Regions from separate parts of the Pan troglodytes genome. Here region 2 is linked to region 1. Evidence: chromatin contacts called from public Hi-C data. All regions are on one chromosome and are shown on one strand. The core of a region is the stretch at or near the end of the contact, and the rest is flanking DNA. Distances in the headings are between cores, read along the strand shown. Region 1 has its middle 160 kb from the start of CLINT1. Region 2 holds the start of EBF1 (EBF transcription factor 1).

The links. A called contact is a pair of places that touch in the nucleus more often than the background predicts.
Region 2: a Hi-C map of induced pluripotent stem cells shows a contact between it and region 1, with 2.3 times the contacts expected there. The contact joins the promoter of EBF1 here to the enhancer-like site in region 1. A contact is called at or near these places in 2 of 7 Hi-C or Micro-C datasets (induced pluripotent stem cells and stem cell-derived neural progenitor cells).

What each region holds. Positions count from the first base shown.
Region 1 is chr4:155,705,582-155,708,208 of NHGRI_mPanTro3-v2.0_pri, reverse strand. No RefSeq gene overlaps it. Among named protein-coding and RNA genes, the nearest start is that of CLINT1, 160 kb to the right of the region's middle. Within about 2 kb of position 1,283, at least 3 of the 24 cell types and tissues checked have an H3K27ac peak or open chromatin away from gene starts, as enhancers often do. A contact at or near this core is called in induced pluripotent stem cells, where this site is marked.
Region 2 is chr4:156,790,315-156,792,941 of NHGRI_mPanTro3-v2.0_pri, reverse strand. It overlaps EBF1 (EBF transcription factor 1), which reads left to right and starts at 1,330. Exons shown (of 17, transcript XM_063811625.1): 1 at 1,330-1,693; 2 at 2,210-2,328. The coding sequence starts at 1,661. It overlaps LOC134810123 (a long non-coding RNA gene), which reads right to left and starts at 1,195. Exons shown (of 2, transcript XR_010157393.1): 1 at 840-1,195.

The DNA of each region.
Region 1 (2,627 bases), core at 34-2,533:
TCATAGGCTTGCTGTGAAAATCATTATGGAGTATTTAGGTGCACACACTCTGAAAGTATGCAGCCTGTATCTTAATCTTTATGACATTCTTTAGTACAGTGGAAACCCTGGGCAAATAACTTCTTTGTGCTCAGATTTCTTCATCTCTATAGTGGGGATAATGAGAATATCTATATCATGGGATCATTGTAAGGATTACATTCTTGTATGGTGCCTCACATAACATAATTGGCATCACTACCACTACTACTGTTACCACTACTTATTCTGTTTAGTAAAAGAAGTTTCTAGCCATGTCACGCCAAGGGGAGGGGTTGAAAATGCTCCTTGAACCCCTGAAATAGGCTTCCTTGGGAGAATGATCTCCAGAAAGAGGGTCAAGCATTCTGGGTTTGTGAGTGCAGGAAGCTAAGACTAGTCTTGCACCAGCCTCCTAGGGTTGGCCTGTGCCCTGGGATGTGGCCGTGCACCTGAACTCAAGGAGAGGATCAAATCTGATGTCTTGGCAGCCAGAGCTCTCAGTACGCATGGCCCAGTCTAGCCCACAAGAAGTGGAATGTCCTCCCTGGAGAACCACTGAAGGCTCCTCTCAGATGAACGAGCCTATGGGACCGTGCAGAATTCAGCTTCACCAGCGACACCCTCTGGCAGCAAGAAAGAAACAGCCGAGACAGCATAGGGATTTCTCCCCAGATTCCCCTGGTATCAAAAGAAGACTGGCTGCCCCACCCAGTTCTTTTGAGATTAAGAAAATATCCTGGAATTCATAGACATTTTCAGGACTGGAAGTCTCAAGAGAACTATATTTGGAGTCCCTGTTTGTGAGGAAGAGATTGAGCAATCTGTTGGAAAACTAAATCATCTATCTATCCATCCATGCATCCAATTCCCAAATAATTATTGAGCATTCACTATGTGCCAGGCACTATTTAAAACATTAAGGATACAGCAGCGGACACGGTAGTCAAAGAGATGTGATGATATTTGTACCCTGTGATTGCAGAGCAGTTCATACAAGCCATTTAACATAGAATCATATTGTAATGTCAAATGTGTTTTTTCACTTCTCCCTCATCCACCCATCTCACACAGTGCATCTAGCCCTCACTGAGGTGCAAGGGCATCCATAGACAATGTTAGTTAGGCCAAACACTGGCTTCGTTGGCCTGCCCCAAAGACTGCAATTATCCCTAAGAAGGAGTCACTCTTTTGGGTTCAGATCATGCAACTGCCAGAGTCCTCATTTGAATGCAAATAGCCTTGCAGCAGTGACACATTACATCATTGTCATTCATTATCACCTTTCAAGTGTCACACCAAGGCTGGGGGTGGGGGTGAAGAAATCCTGGAGAGGGAGAGAATCTGAGTGACTTCTTCCAGGAAGAACAAGGCTAGCTGTTGTGGCTCAACAGGGGAACAGGAAGGGGGCTACCGACAGGTTGAAGAAAGGTGAGGTGAACACAAAACCATTTTTCCCTACTTCAGGGGGTGACTGAAGGACTCTAATGAGGGAGAGACCAGAAGGCAACAGGATGATCAGTAACGAAATGAAGGATGCCTGGTATTAGGCTATGCAATTCAGTTTTGTTTCACGTAGACCTGGAGTGCTTAAAAAGGTTCACAGTCCTCTATAGAAATGGACAGGGTATATAACAACATAGAGGAAATCTTTACTTAGTAGGTGAACTCACCCACCCTCAATAAAGTTAACTCGGTGAATAAATCAGAAGCTTCGATGGGGAGGAGATTTCCAAGAGGCACTTGATGATCACTCTAAGACTAATTCCAGGGCTTGGTTTAGCTGAATGGGGTATATAAGTTACAGACACAAGCTGAATAGCCTGGACAGGAGAGTCCTGAGAGGCTGTTTGGATTAAGAGACAGGTGGCTGGCAGAGGACCGAGCTTTATTAGCTTTCTATTGTGTGGTCTATGATGCCAACCATATTCCCTGTTTTCTCTTGAAATCTTCAGTAAAATTCCATTCTTGTTCATGTCCCAAAGACCTTAGGGAACGGTCTAAGCACCAGCCAGCCCCAGGAGGCCTGCCACGTCTGGGTTCCAACTGTAAATATTTAAAGAGCTTGAGCTGTACAGGGTCCAGTGCCAAAGCCTGCTGCTTAATGCAGGGTTGTTGGTCTAGGGATGGGATTTTTTAATGGTGGCAAAAAAGGTCTAGATGCTCAAAATATGTTGTTTTCATGAGGCGACACCAAATCAATGCTTTGTGTTCAAACCCCAAGCCCCTGATTTCCAAAAATGATGATGCCTAATCCTCAAAGCTAGCGGAACATACTAAGTATAGTTTTCCCATCTTCAGGAGAGACATGACTCCGGTTCAGCAAGGATAGAGAACTTTATCAAAGTCACCTCAACCAATGAAGACAAGAATCAGAGTACCTGGCTCTCCACTGAGAGTCAGACACAACCCAAGGGGCTGGGAACCACATTTGAGCATAGAGCTGAGCTTCATGAAGTTGATTTCCTGAAAGAACATTCCATCTACTTCTCCATCAGAAGGCTGTTGAGACATGACTGGGTAGCACTATTGTTTACGTTGTAAAATTCCAGGCCATCAAGCTGAGTCAAGTTTCAAATCCAGCAGTAAAAAGAATAGCAGAGCATTCT
Region 2 (2,627 bases), core at 81-2,580, 1.1 Mb before region 1:
AGAAGTTCACCATGTGCTTATTAGAGGTTACAACCTGCTAAAAAATGATGGGGCACATTACCCAGAAACTTCTAGCTATTTCCTTTGCCAGCCACAAAGATACATGCTGAAAAGCCTGAGGAGGGAGACAATTTCGTCCTTTTTTCTTTCCCTTTTTCCTTCCATCTCTCCCATTTCCATTCGTTCCTTCTCCTTCTCTCCTTTCTCTCTATCTCCTTCCTTCCCATTTTCTCTTCCCCTTCTTCCTTTTTTGTCCTTTCTCCCCACCTTCCTTCTCTTCTCCCCCCACCCTTTTCATATGGCAGAGACAGAGTTAGGAAGGATTTGTTCAAGCCCTCCTTTTTAACAGGAAGAATAAAGGAGGATGAGAAAAACCCTACACCAAATAACCAGCTAATCAAAGACGGTTAACATTGCTGTTGCTTTGGTAGTTACTCTGAAAACAAACGAACCAACTACTTGGGGTGGGGAATGAGGGGTTGGCATTTAATTTGAGAAAATTTAAAAACGCATCCTGACACAGCCCCAGTGAGAGCATTCATTCCACCATTCACATATCTCGAGGACTGCCCGAGAGAGGTGAGCGTGTGAGTGAGAACAGTGCCCAACCCTGGCAGCCTCTAGGCTAGCGGCCGAGAGAGAAGCGTTTCAGAGGCCGGGGTGGGAGTAGAGCCTGGTACCCCACTTCCTGGGGACCCACAGCGCCTCATTTGCCGGGGCCCAGGGTCCATTCATCCCTCCCAGCGTGGAGGCCGTGCCCCTCCGAGAGTTACCAGCCCCGACCTCGCGCACCCATATTCCATCCCACCGCCCCCGCCTCAAAGCGAAGAGGTGGGCACCTGGGACGCGCGTCCTGCTTTTTCTGCCCGGGCTCTCCCGTCTCCTCCACTTTTGTCCCCGACGTCCCAGAACGGCGGAGCAGGACGCGGCATCAGCCCTGGGAGGGCGCAGCCTGCAAGCCTCCAGCGCGCTCAGGGCGCGGCGAGGATGCTAAAGGACTGCAATGGCCAGGATGCAGATCCCCAGCTCAAATTCCTGAGGAAGACACCCGCCTCCCTTTCCCTCTGTCCCCTCTCCGTCCTCGCTGGGACCCGCTCCTCCCCAGCCCAGACGCCAGTGCTCAGCGCTCCTTCGCTCGCCACTTTGCGAGGAACTTTGGCCGGCTCCCCTGCGCCACCGGGAGCGGGATGTTAATGAGAGAGCGTGGCCTGGCGCCGCCAGCGAGCCGGCTCCCGGGCCGCGATTGGCTGCGGTGGGCGGAAAGATGACGTTATGCAAATGAAGGGGCGGGGCCTCGATGCGCGGGCCCCGCCTCCTCCCTTTGGGGTTAGTGTGCCTGTGTTTAGCTCTGGGGAGAGTCAAACTGGATTCCATAGGGAAAGCCTGCAAATCACTTCTATTTTAGCAAGGAGAAAACAGAATCTCCATCCAGCAGGGTCCACCCCTCTCTCTTTCTCCCTCTCCTCTCTCTCTATCTCTCTTTCCCTCCCCCCCTTTCCTCTCTCCCTCTCTCCCCTTCCCCCCACCCTCTCTGGTGTATCTGTCTACGGCAACCAGCGTCCTCCTCATCTACACGCAAAGGAAAGAAACATCTTTGGTTGGGAGAGAAGGAGGAAAAAAAAAAGAGAGAGAGAGGAAAAAACTTGCCTGGTTGTGGAAAATGACACTTGAAGTAGCAAAGCCGGCAGCGCGAGTTGAGTCTATTGTTTCTTAAATTGCCATCAGGGTTTTTTTTTTTTTTTTTTTTTTTCTTCCTGCTTCTTCAAGTGAAGGGTACCTCTACAAAAGGAAACTCCAGCCCCTCCTGTCCTCCACCGGCCTGTGATCATTACAAAAAAAAAAAAAAAAAGCAAAAAAAAAAAAAAAAAGCACCCAAACCAAAAATCAACCAACCAAACAACCCCCAACAGCCAAGCATACATCTCTAATTTTATTATTTTGGTCTTTTCGTTGGATTTTCCCTTTCTTCTTTTTTTCGGGTTATCGCTCAGTTTTGAGCAGAGGTTTACATTTTTTAAAAATTTGCTTTCCAGCCCGCCTTGATCTTCTAAGTGCGAGTTCATCGTCTGAGAAAAAAAAAAATCTCTGGTTGGCGTTTTTGTTTCTTTTCTTTTCTTTCTTTTCTTTCCTTTTTTTTTTTTTTTTTAATTTTTTTCAAGGGGGAGGAGATTTTCCACAAGAAAAGGTTGTTTTCATGTTTGGGATTCAGGAAAGCATCCAACGGAGTGGAAGCAGCATGAAGGAAGAGCCGCTGGGCAGCGGCATGAACGCGGTGCGGACGTGGATGCAGGGCGCCGGGGTGCTGGACGCCAACACGGCGGCGCAGAGGTGGGTACTGCGCGGGGACCGCGGCCGAGGTGAGCCGCGAGCGGGAGAGCCGGGAGGCGGAGGCGGCAGCGGCAGCTGCTGCCGCGGGGCCGGGCGGCGGGGTGAGTCCGCAGCCGCTGCGCTCCGCTCTCCGCCGGGGCTCCGCGCTCCCCAGCCGCTCTGCCTTCGTCGCCTGCGGCCGGAGGACCTGGAGCTGCCTGCGAGGAGCCCACCCTTTGCCAGCACTTTCCCCTGCCTCGTCTGTGACTGTTTTCATTTTGTTTTAACCCAGAAGAGGCGTCTCAACACAGCATGTTGGA